Linked DNA regions of Cyprinus carpio: region 1 is linked to region 2. The links are chromatin contacts, called in public Hi-C maps. All regions are on one chromosome and are shown on one strand. Each heading gives the region's core, a stretch centred on a gene start, on an enhancer-like site or on the middle of the called end of the contact. The rest is flanking DNA. Distances are from core to core; before and after follow the strand shown. Region 1 holds the start of LOC109100062 (lysine-specific demethylase 6B-like). Region 2 overlaps LOC109100062 (lysine-specific demethylase 6B-like).

What was found. Hi-C and Micro-C count contacts between places; a contact is called where the count stands out from the background.
Region 1: a contact with region 2 is called in a Hi-C map of skeletal muscle, with 9 times the contacts expected there. The contact joins the promoter of LOC109100062 here to the enhancer-like site in region 2. A contact is called at or near these places in 5 of 8 Hi-C or Micro-C datasets (liver, red blood cells and skeletal muscle).

The regions. Positions count from the first base shown.
Region 1 is chrB7:7,859,877-7,863,908 of ASM1834038v1, reverse strand. It overlaps LOC109100062 (lysine-specific demethylase 6B-like), which reads left to right and starts at 2,131. Exons shown (of 25, transcript XM_042726999.1): 1 at 2,131-2,603.
Region 2 is chrB7:7,791,560-7,795,820 of ASM1834038v1, reverse strand. LOC109100062 (lysine-specific demethylase 6B-like) reads left to right here. Exons shown (of 25, transcript XM_042726999.1): 5 at 1,702-1,800; 6 at 3,226-3,318; 7 at 3,895-4,018; 8 at 4,140-4,235. The coding sequence starts at 3,900. Among protein-coding and RNA genes, the nearest start is that of tmem88b, 18 kb to the right of the region's middle. Within about 2 kb of position 2,955, at least 2 of the 8 cell types and tissues checked have an H3K27ac peak or open chromatin away from gene starts, as enhancers often do.

The DNA of each region.
Region 1 (4,032 bases), core at 882-3,381, 69 kb before region 2:
CCACAGGAATTATTCCTTCAAATCTGACAGCTGGGTCATTACTCCGCTTTTTCCAGTGGCGGCTAGATTTGTTCTTTAGAGCCGGAGGCAATCTCCTCAGGACACTCATAAGGTTGAGGGAAAATTCTTGGAAGAAGAGAACAAGACAGCGGAGAAACTGGAACAGAAGAATAGTTCTGAGGGAAGAGGAGAGAGAAAGCGAGAGCGAGGGTGGCCTTCGTGTAAGGCTGCATTCACTCTGCCATCCTCTTCTGAAAGAGCCAGACTCGCTCAGACTGTAAGGAGCTCTTTATTCAGTCACAGGTCTGTGTGTCTCGGTACCGCTAACTGATTGTTGGGGTGCTCATAGCAACATGTCTAATTCACATTCAAATTGGCCTCCAAGGCGCCATTGTAATCGTTCAGAGCACTTCAGATTTTTTTCTTAAAAAAATGCAAGTTAAAAAGAAGAAGGGAGAGAAAGACATCTTTTGAGTCGCAGAATGGAGGATGAAGTCCCCAGGGTTAATTCATCACCCCCATGTTCCCACCTCAGACCCATTGAGTCTGTGAGAGGGGTCGTTCTCAAGAAGTAACCCGCATTTCCTCACATGAATCTGACACGTGTTGCTCCGGGCAGCTTGTGGAGAGGTGAATGTAAAACCTGGATGGGCCGAGCTGTCCAGATTTCTGTCTGAACCCTCCTCTCACACCAGATGAGAACTTAATAATGATCTGGAAGTGCCAGCTGAGGACAAGTGGACAATCTGATTTGCGTCTTGAGTGATTTGGGTCCCTCGGGGACACCAGTCCCCAGTCTCGCTACATTTAAACCGACATAATTGAGTTAGCTCTTCTCTGTATAGTATTGCATCAAACGTCCTCCATCTGTGTATTCAATTATGGCAGTGAAGCACCGACCAGACATTCCAGGACGAATACACACACACACACACACACACACTCATACACACGGCCCTCAACTGCACACCTAATCAAGAAACACTGCACACCTGTGACCTTGGAATTAGATTTGACCCACAAAACTTTCAATCAAAAATATTAACATTAAAATGAATTAATCCTTGACTGCAGTGTAATTGGTTTAAAGAAACCCTTATTGAAGTTTTTGCTCCCAAAGAAAAAAATCATGTCCCAAACTTTTTATTTGGTGTATTATCATTATTATTATTATTTTCAAAGGGATTAAAGACACCCATAATGAGAAAAAGGGAGAAAATCTAGTCCCAAACCGTATCATGCACAAACAAATTTATAAATAATGCTTTAATAATAATGATTTTATATAAATTGTAACACTTCTAATAAATGCACAGAATGTCCCTTTTTAATTTTGGTATTTTATATCTAATGTATTTTATAATGAATTTGACCAGCTTCGTATTTCACGAATAAATTACACATTTTGTAGAAGCAGTCAATATTGACCCCTATTTTTGCACACCGGCAGCATATCCATTCATTCAATTAGTTGCACGACAGGTATGTAAAAAGTGCTGTAGTGTTTTCTGATATAAAACAGCCTCAGGTTAAACTCTTATAAAGAATGGAAGGAGTAGACATAGTTTGATTCAAATTTGATCAATGTTTCTATTTATCTATTTCAAGATATGTCAGGTTCACCCGATATAGTTCAAACTGAACCCACGTGACCATAATGTAATTATTTTATAAAAACATTTATCCACCATTTATTACAATTTATGTAAAAAGCATATATAAAAGTTTTATATATAATATTTTTAGACACTCTTGGCAATGTCCCAGGGCCTGTTTCCAGTGTAAAAGCGTTTCTTGCAGTCTGTGTTCACGGAACAAATCTCATAAATGATCTTAAAACAACAGAAGGGTTAATTCACTAGAAGAGACACAAAATCAATCCATCCCCATCAACACTAGCAGCCCCACATTATCCCCAAAGCAGCACCCTGCTGGCCCTGAAGGGACACCCCGCTCTCTGCTCGGATGGAGGGAGTGATAGTGGAATTTGGAGGAGTCCTGAGCGTCCGGGAGAAACGGAGGCGGGTCCAAGAGAGACTCGTTCACCGAAAATAAACCTGCACGAGGGGGGAAATGACTTCGAGGGAGGAGAAAGCAGAAGAGAAGGGGGAAACATACGGGAGAGCGGAGAGAGAGAGAGAGAAGGGGGAGTGCCTGCGTTCGCAGCGGATTAAAAACTGCGCATCTCCTGCTCACATCAAACTCGTGAGTGGACACGAGGGGCTCGCGCCGTGGCACCACATCCTCGCCTGGCCGAGACCGCATCATCATATTTGCAGACCACAGAGAAGTCGGGAGATGCGCGCGTGCATTTTTTTGGGGGAGAAGACTCTGGAACAATTTTGCGCGCTGATGTTTGTGTCACATCATCTCCTCTTACAATGGCTTCATAACGCAGCTGCGCCGACATTTTACAGCGTGCGATTCAAATGTGCTCGTCATGTGTGACATGATGAAGGTGCTGGAGGATCGCGCGCTGCGACGTTCATTCACCGCGCGAGGAAAGAGAAACTACGCAGTTGCTTATTTAGCTCGCATTTTTACCATGAGGACATGCGAGGAGAAGAAGCCACCTCCCAGTTTGACCCTCCGCGCATTAGCAGGTAAAGACAGACACTTTCTGGACTTTATGCACCACGCCTGTTGTGTACTAACAGCCGTTTGCGTTGCCAGTGTGTCACTAGGTGTGCAATGCAATGAAACGTGTCCGCTCTGGGTTAATTATTAATATCGGAAGCGTGATACATACACGCATTTAATTTCCTTGCGGTTTGATGAAATTCAGTCATTTTGTGTCGGTTGCAAACAGAAAGTGAGTGTGGGTTTCTATATGAGTGGTGGATAAAGTTGCAGCCTTTACCAGTAACACGGGTGAGATCATAGTTACCGTGAACCGGGGAGACCGTGGGAGTTTAATATTGTGCAATCATACTATGGGGAATATAGCACAGTACATAGATGTGCTTTTTTTATTATAATTTTTTTTAATATATATATATATATAAACTATGCAATGCAAATCTCGCAGTTGTGTAAATCAACCCGCGCTGTAACGTAAGTGAGGGTTTCACATAGTTAAATAATTAAATGTCAGAGAATCGCTGAATGAGATTGGGGCCTGGCTGCGGGCGCGCGAGGGTGTCGCACTTTCTTTCGGAAATGTCATGTGGCGAAGTTGTGGCGGGATCGGATATTTTCCAGGAAGAGCATTTGAATTTTTTCTGTGACATGTTTTTTCTCTTCCTCTCTTCTGCTGACTGTATGTCGCCGCCCCCTTTTTTCCTCCTGTGTTTCCTGCATGTGAGCGCAGGGGGGCGCTGCAGCTCCACTTAAAGCGCCCCCCGCAGAGCCTTCTAGATTCTCAGCGCTTTTGGGAAGGAAAGAAGGGTCACGGCGGCGCTTAGTCTTCAGTTAAAGGTGTACTCAGTCTTTGTACTATTTAAAGTTTTGCACTGTGTAAAAAGTGCTTTTGAGAAATATGTTTAAAATGTTGTATGCTCATATCCACTCATATTAGTTTAACAGAAAAAAGATATTTATTCTACATGGAGTGGGTCTTCACCTGGTGACGCTACATTACCAGCACAGTTTATAGAAATGTTTATGAATACTACATATCGCACTTTCAGACACACAAAGGTCACACTTCCTGCTACACTGTTGTAAGAAATGTGTGAAAATGTATTAGCACTGAAAAAAAAAACAACCAACTAAATAAACATCATGCATCCAGGTCTATAGGTGTCAGTACACAGTCTAAATAACTGGTGCTATAGGCTAGATAAAAAAGTTCGTCAAGACAAACTTTAAGTTGGCTTGAAAAGCCTGAACAGAAAGTTTGAAAAGTTTGAAAAGTTTGAAGTTTCAAAAGTTGAAGTTTGAAAAGTTTGAAAATTTTAAGAAGTTTAATAAAGCAAGTGACTAGCATGTCATTAGCATTATTAGCAAAGTTACTAACATGTTTCTAGCATGATTAGCGAGTGACTAGCATGTCGCTATGCATGTTTGCAAGTGACTAGCATGCACTAGCAT
Region 2 (4,261 bases), core at 1,706-4,205:
AGTGACTGGAATAGTTGTTTGATGTTTGTTGTCATGGGGAATTTTATCAAGCTAAGGGGCGATGTGGGGGTGAATGGGGATTTTTTTTTTTTAGTTATGATATCATCGTCGTAACATTTATGATTTAAAATCGATTCGAAATTTAAATGACTTCTGAAGAGTTTTTGAGGTATGAGTAAATACACATGACATTTCTAGAAAAAAGTTGGCTAAAGCATGAAAGCGAAAAGAGGTGCGACACCTTTCAATAAACCAATAACCACACAACCTCATTCACTCTTATAATGAATAGCACCGCCAGCCTCCTGTTTTCTCCTGTCTAATCGACATCGGTGAGTTTTGGATTCCCCGGTTTGGTGAAATATTAAAAAACCCCACTGTAAATTTACAGTTCATATGTTTTGCATCCAAAACAACGCACTGTGACGGATATCGATGACGGCACACTTTCAGAAATTCCCTATGCTGTGACTGAGGTGGATCGTCCCCGATCACCTGACCGTAAAGAGTGCGCGACAGAAGAGGGCAGAGTCGGCTTTGTGGGGTAAGCCCTTTCCATGGTTGAGTCATGGGAGTTCCCCAGTTACACAGCAAACAGCTAGCTGTTATCAGACTTCCATGTATGCGTGTTTCGATTGATCTCTCTTACAATAATAAGAATCTGTTTCGGGGTGCCGTATTGTTTCCACAGTACTAGAAATCTGTATTTCTTGAAATTAAAAACATGTTCTCGTAAAAAGCAAAGCTGTTGCAGTATCTGTCGTCGTTCTGTGTGAAATGTGGAAATGTAGTATGGAGAAGTTTCAGTTTGAGTTTATGTGTGTTTTCCCACAACTGTCTACCTCGGCAGTCTTCAAACTTTTATGGGGGACAAATGACCCCCAGTTGAACATTGCAAAAAAATTTTGTTTTAGCATAAAGCTTTAGCCAATTTTTTATTTTTTTTTGGTCCACTAACTAGTTAAGATCACACAATATTTGGCAGACTCCCTGCTGAAGACCCTTGGTTTGCACTGTGAATGTGCCTCTTTACAAACATTTTCTCTTATGCTAAAACATGCAACCATTGAAAACACTTTCTATAAGCCTATCAGTTCCACCTGTTATTTTTCATGGGATGTTTTTCCCGAGCCACAGTTTTCACAAGTGATAGTTGGCTTTCCACACCGATAGGTCTTAGAGCCAGGCCTGTGTTTGTTCAGACACCTCCCCACAATAACTCTCACCATTGTGTGTGAGACGGTATCGTGGATTTCCTCTCACTGTTGTCCTGCTCACCGCCCAAGAGCTCCCAATGTTAAAGACAGATTTCCTTTAGTTTCTTTTTTTTTTTTAACCTGAGACTTCATAGTTATTATTGAATAAAGTGATATATTTATGCATGCATGTATTTATTTATTTGAGTGCAATTGGGCCATATGAAATAGTTAGATTCTTCATTGTTTTTCTAATAGAGGATGGAATAATATGGGAAAAATTCTCGTTTGGGTTTTTTTAAAAAAACCAAATCACAATTTATCAACTTTTTCTCTTCTCTGGGGTCATTTTTGACACACTGTCTGTAATAGGTTACTGCAAAGCCTGGCTGTTTTTACTGCACTTGTGCTGATTGGAGGGAATGAAGCCAATGTAAAAGATCAGGAACACAAATAAAAGTCAAACTCTGTGCACTGATGATTACCTCTTTATCTCTCTCTACAGCAATCTACGACCACCGAGTCAGCCGAGATGATCGATAGTTGGTGCTAAACCCTAATTCTTCTGACGTTTGAGAAGTGGTGCTAGATGCTTATTTGACAGGTAAAGTGTGTGTGTGTGTGTGTGTGTGTGTGTGTGTGTGTGTGTGTGTGTGTGTGTGTGTGTGAGAATGTGCAGAAACTGTTCTAAGAATGCAGTGTGCTGCAGGGTCATGATTAATTCAGTCCCCACTAGCAGCTAAATTCAGAGTTCCTGAAATATCACAGAAGCCTTTTAATAGTGCGACACCATGAGCCAGAGAGGACTGGGTGGGCTTGTGTGCACTGTAGGATCAAAACACACACACATACGCACTGACTAAACCTGCAGAGCAATGAATAGCTCACACACACTGTATCCAAACAGTCTCTGAATATTGCCACATACTTATTTATCTTCAGACTAATCTATGCCTCTTCACCAAAATTGCAGCTTAAAGACTGTATTAAAGTATTAAAGGGTTGTGAATTTCATCAGTAAGTGTTACACTGCATGTTGAGTTTGTAGCTCAGGACTAACCCATCTGGTTATACAGCATTTTATGGATGACAGGTTTTGCATCTGTGGCCTGTTTTATTGTGTAATAAGTGTGTGGGGGGGTTTATTTTGTGCTATAGACAGAGAAAGCCTGTGTTTGTCACACTTGAAATGCTTTTGCCAAGTCCATAATTAGTGTGCAATAGGCGTCCTTTGCCGTATGGGTATATATGCGTGTGTGCCAAGCGATTTCAATCGAGTGTGTGTGCGCATGCTTGCCAATATTTGTGCATCCAGTGTGTGCCATGTGTGTTCAGAATGCGTGGGAAGCTCAGTGTGTTTGCATGCGTGGGTGTTTCACGGGAGCACAGCCAGTCTTCTCACTTTGGTGTCTCCCTAAAGAACACTTTAATTTTAGACCCATCTTTTTTCCCTAATCTGTCCATCCATCCTGTTCAAGCCTTCTGCTGTTCCTTTCCTCCCTCCTCCCCTTGCTCTCTTTCTTTCCATCCTTTCCTCTCTCCATCACGCCTGGCCTAATGAGATTAACCCCAGTGTCTCTCTTGTCATAGACACACACTCATACACATGCAAATAATCAAACTCGAGCAACACAACACAAGTACACACACTCCTTTATGTACACATGCACACAGACACCGCTGGCTTGACTCCAGGGCTTTGCTCTGGTCGTCCCTCCCTCTGATCACGCTCACCCTTTGCCAAGAGGCCCTAGGAAGGGTTATAATGACCTCAGTGTACTCACCCTACAGGTGAACTCCCACAAGCCCATCTGTGCACCCTTTCCTCCCATTAGAAAACAGAAGAGCACTGCCCCCTAGAGGCAAAGAGTGGCACTGAAGTTCTGGAGGGTTCCTTTGTTATTAGCTGCCTTCAGGCCAAAAACTCATACAGACTACAAAGGATGTGTTTTCCCCCTGTGTTTAATGGATTTGGCAGTTATTTGTGCCTCACCCCCTTATGTCCCATCTCTTTTCTTTCTCTCTCCAGTTGGCCGGAGTAGCAGTAAACAGCTTCTCCTTCTTGTTGGTGAGTGGCCCTCTCTGTTTTGCAGTGGAGGGCTTCACACTCACAGCTAGTGTGGTGAGTAACCATGTGCTCTGTTCACTTGGTAGAGTGTAGCACTGAACAATAATTTATATCCGTAAGAATATTTGGTGCTTGTTAGCGCATATGAAATCAATTTGTACACTTCGGTGTTATGGTTGACTAAAACTATTGAAAAATTTTTCGTTAATGAAGCTGAAGTCATATTAAATGTAAATTTTAGATGAAAAAAATTGAAAAACTGAAATAAAAATTAAAGCACAATTAATAAAAGCACAACAAAATGACTAAAACTTCAACTAAAATTTAAATGAAAATATAAAAATAATAGGTAATTTAAAATATTAAAACTAAAAGTTCATAATACTCAAGTAACACTCATACATTTAAGTGTATCTAATTAATGAAAAGTGTCTGCTCTGCCATCTGATTTAAGCCAATATATTGAAGCAAGGATAATGGTTTAGTAGTTAAGTAGTACAGTGTCACAACCACTTTGCTACATGTTGGAAAGAATGCCAGAATTTACGTGTTTTTCCCGGCAGTGATAGATGTATATGCTAAGATAATAAAGACATGTAGAAAACTAAATTGTCTTTGTTTCTTGTCTAGGCTGGATGCATCACACAGCAGAACAGTTCACCGGGTGCAGCACACGGGACCCTTTTCCTCTGGACGGACTCAACCGGGGACCATGGGCTCCTGTGGGCAGCCACGCCTGGTCACCTCCCTCCAGGTAATATACCTCATGATCAGGGCCGAATCATGCTTTTAGTGACCTCACTGATAAAGTTATGCTAACTGACCTATGAGAAGGAATGATCAAAAAACAACCTTGTTTTCTTATCTCTCGATAGGTGCTTACCAGGTGTCAATCAGCACCAGTTCCTCCCCCATATGCCACCTAGTCACATGACTGGGCTAAATCATCCTAGTAAATTCTTAAACAATGGGTGAGTTTTCAGTAAGCTTTATTGTT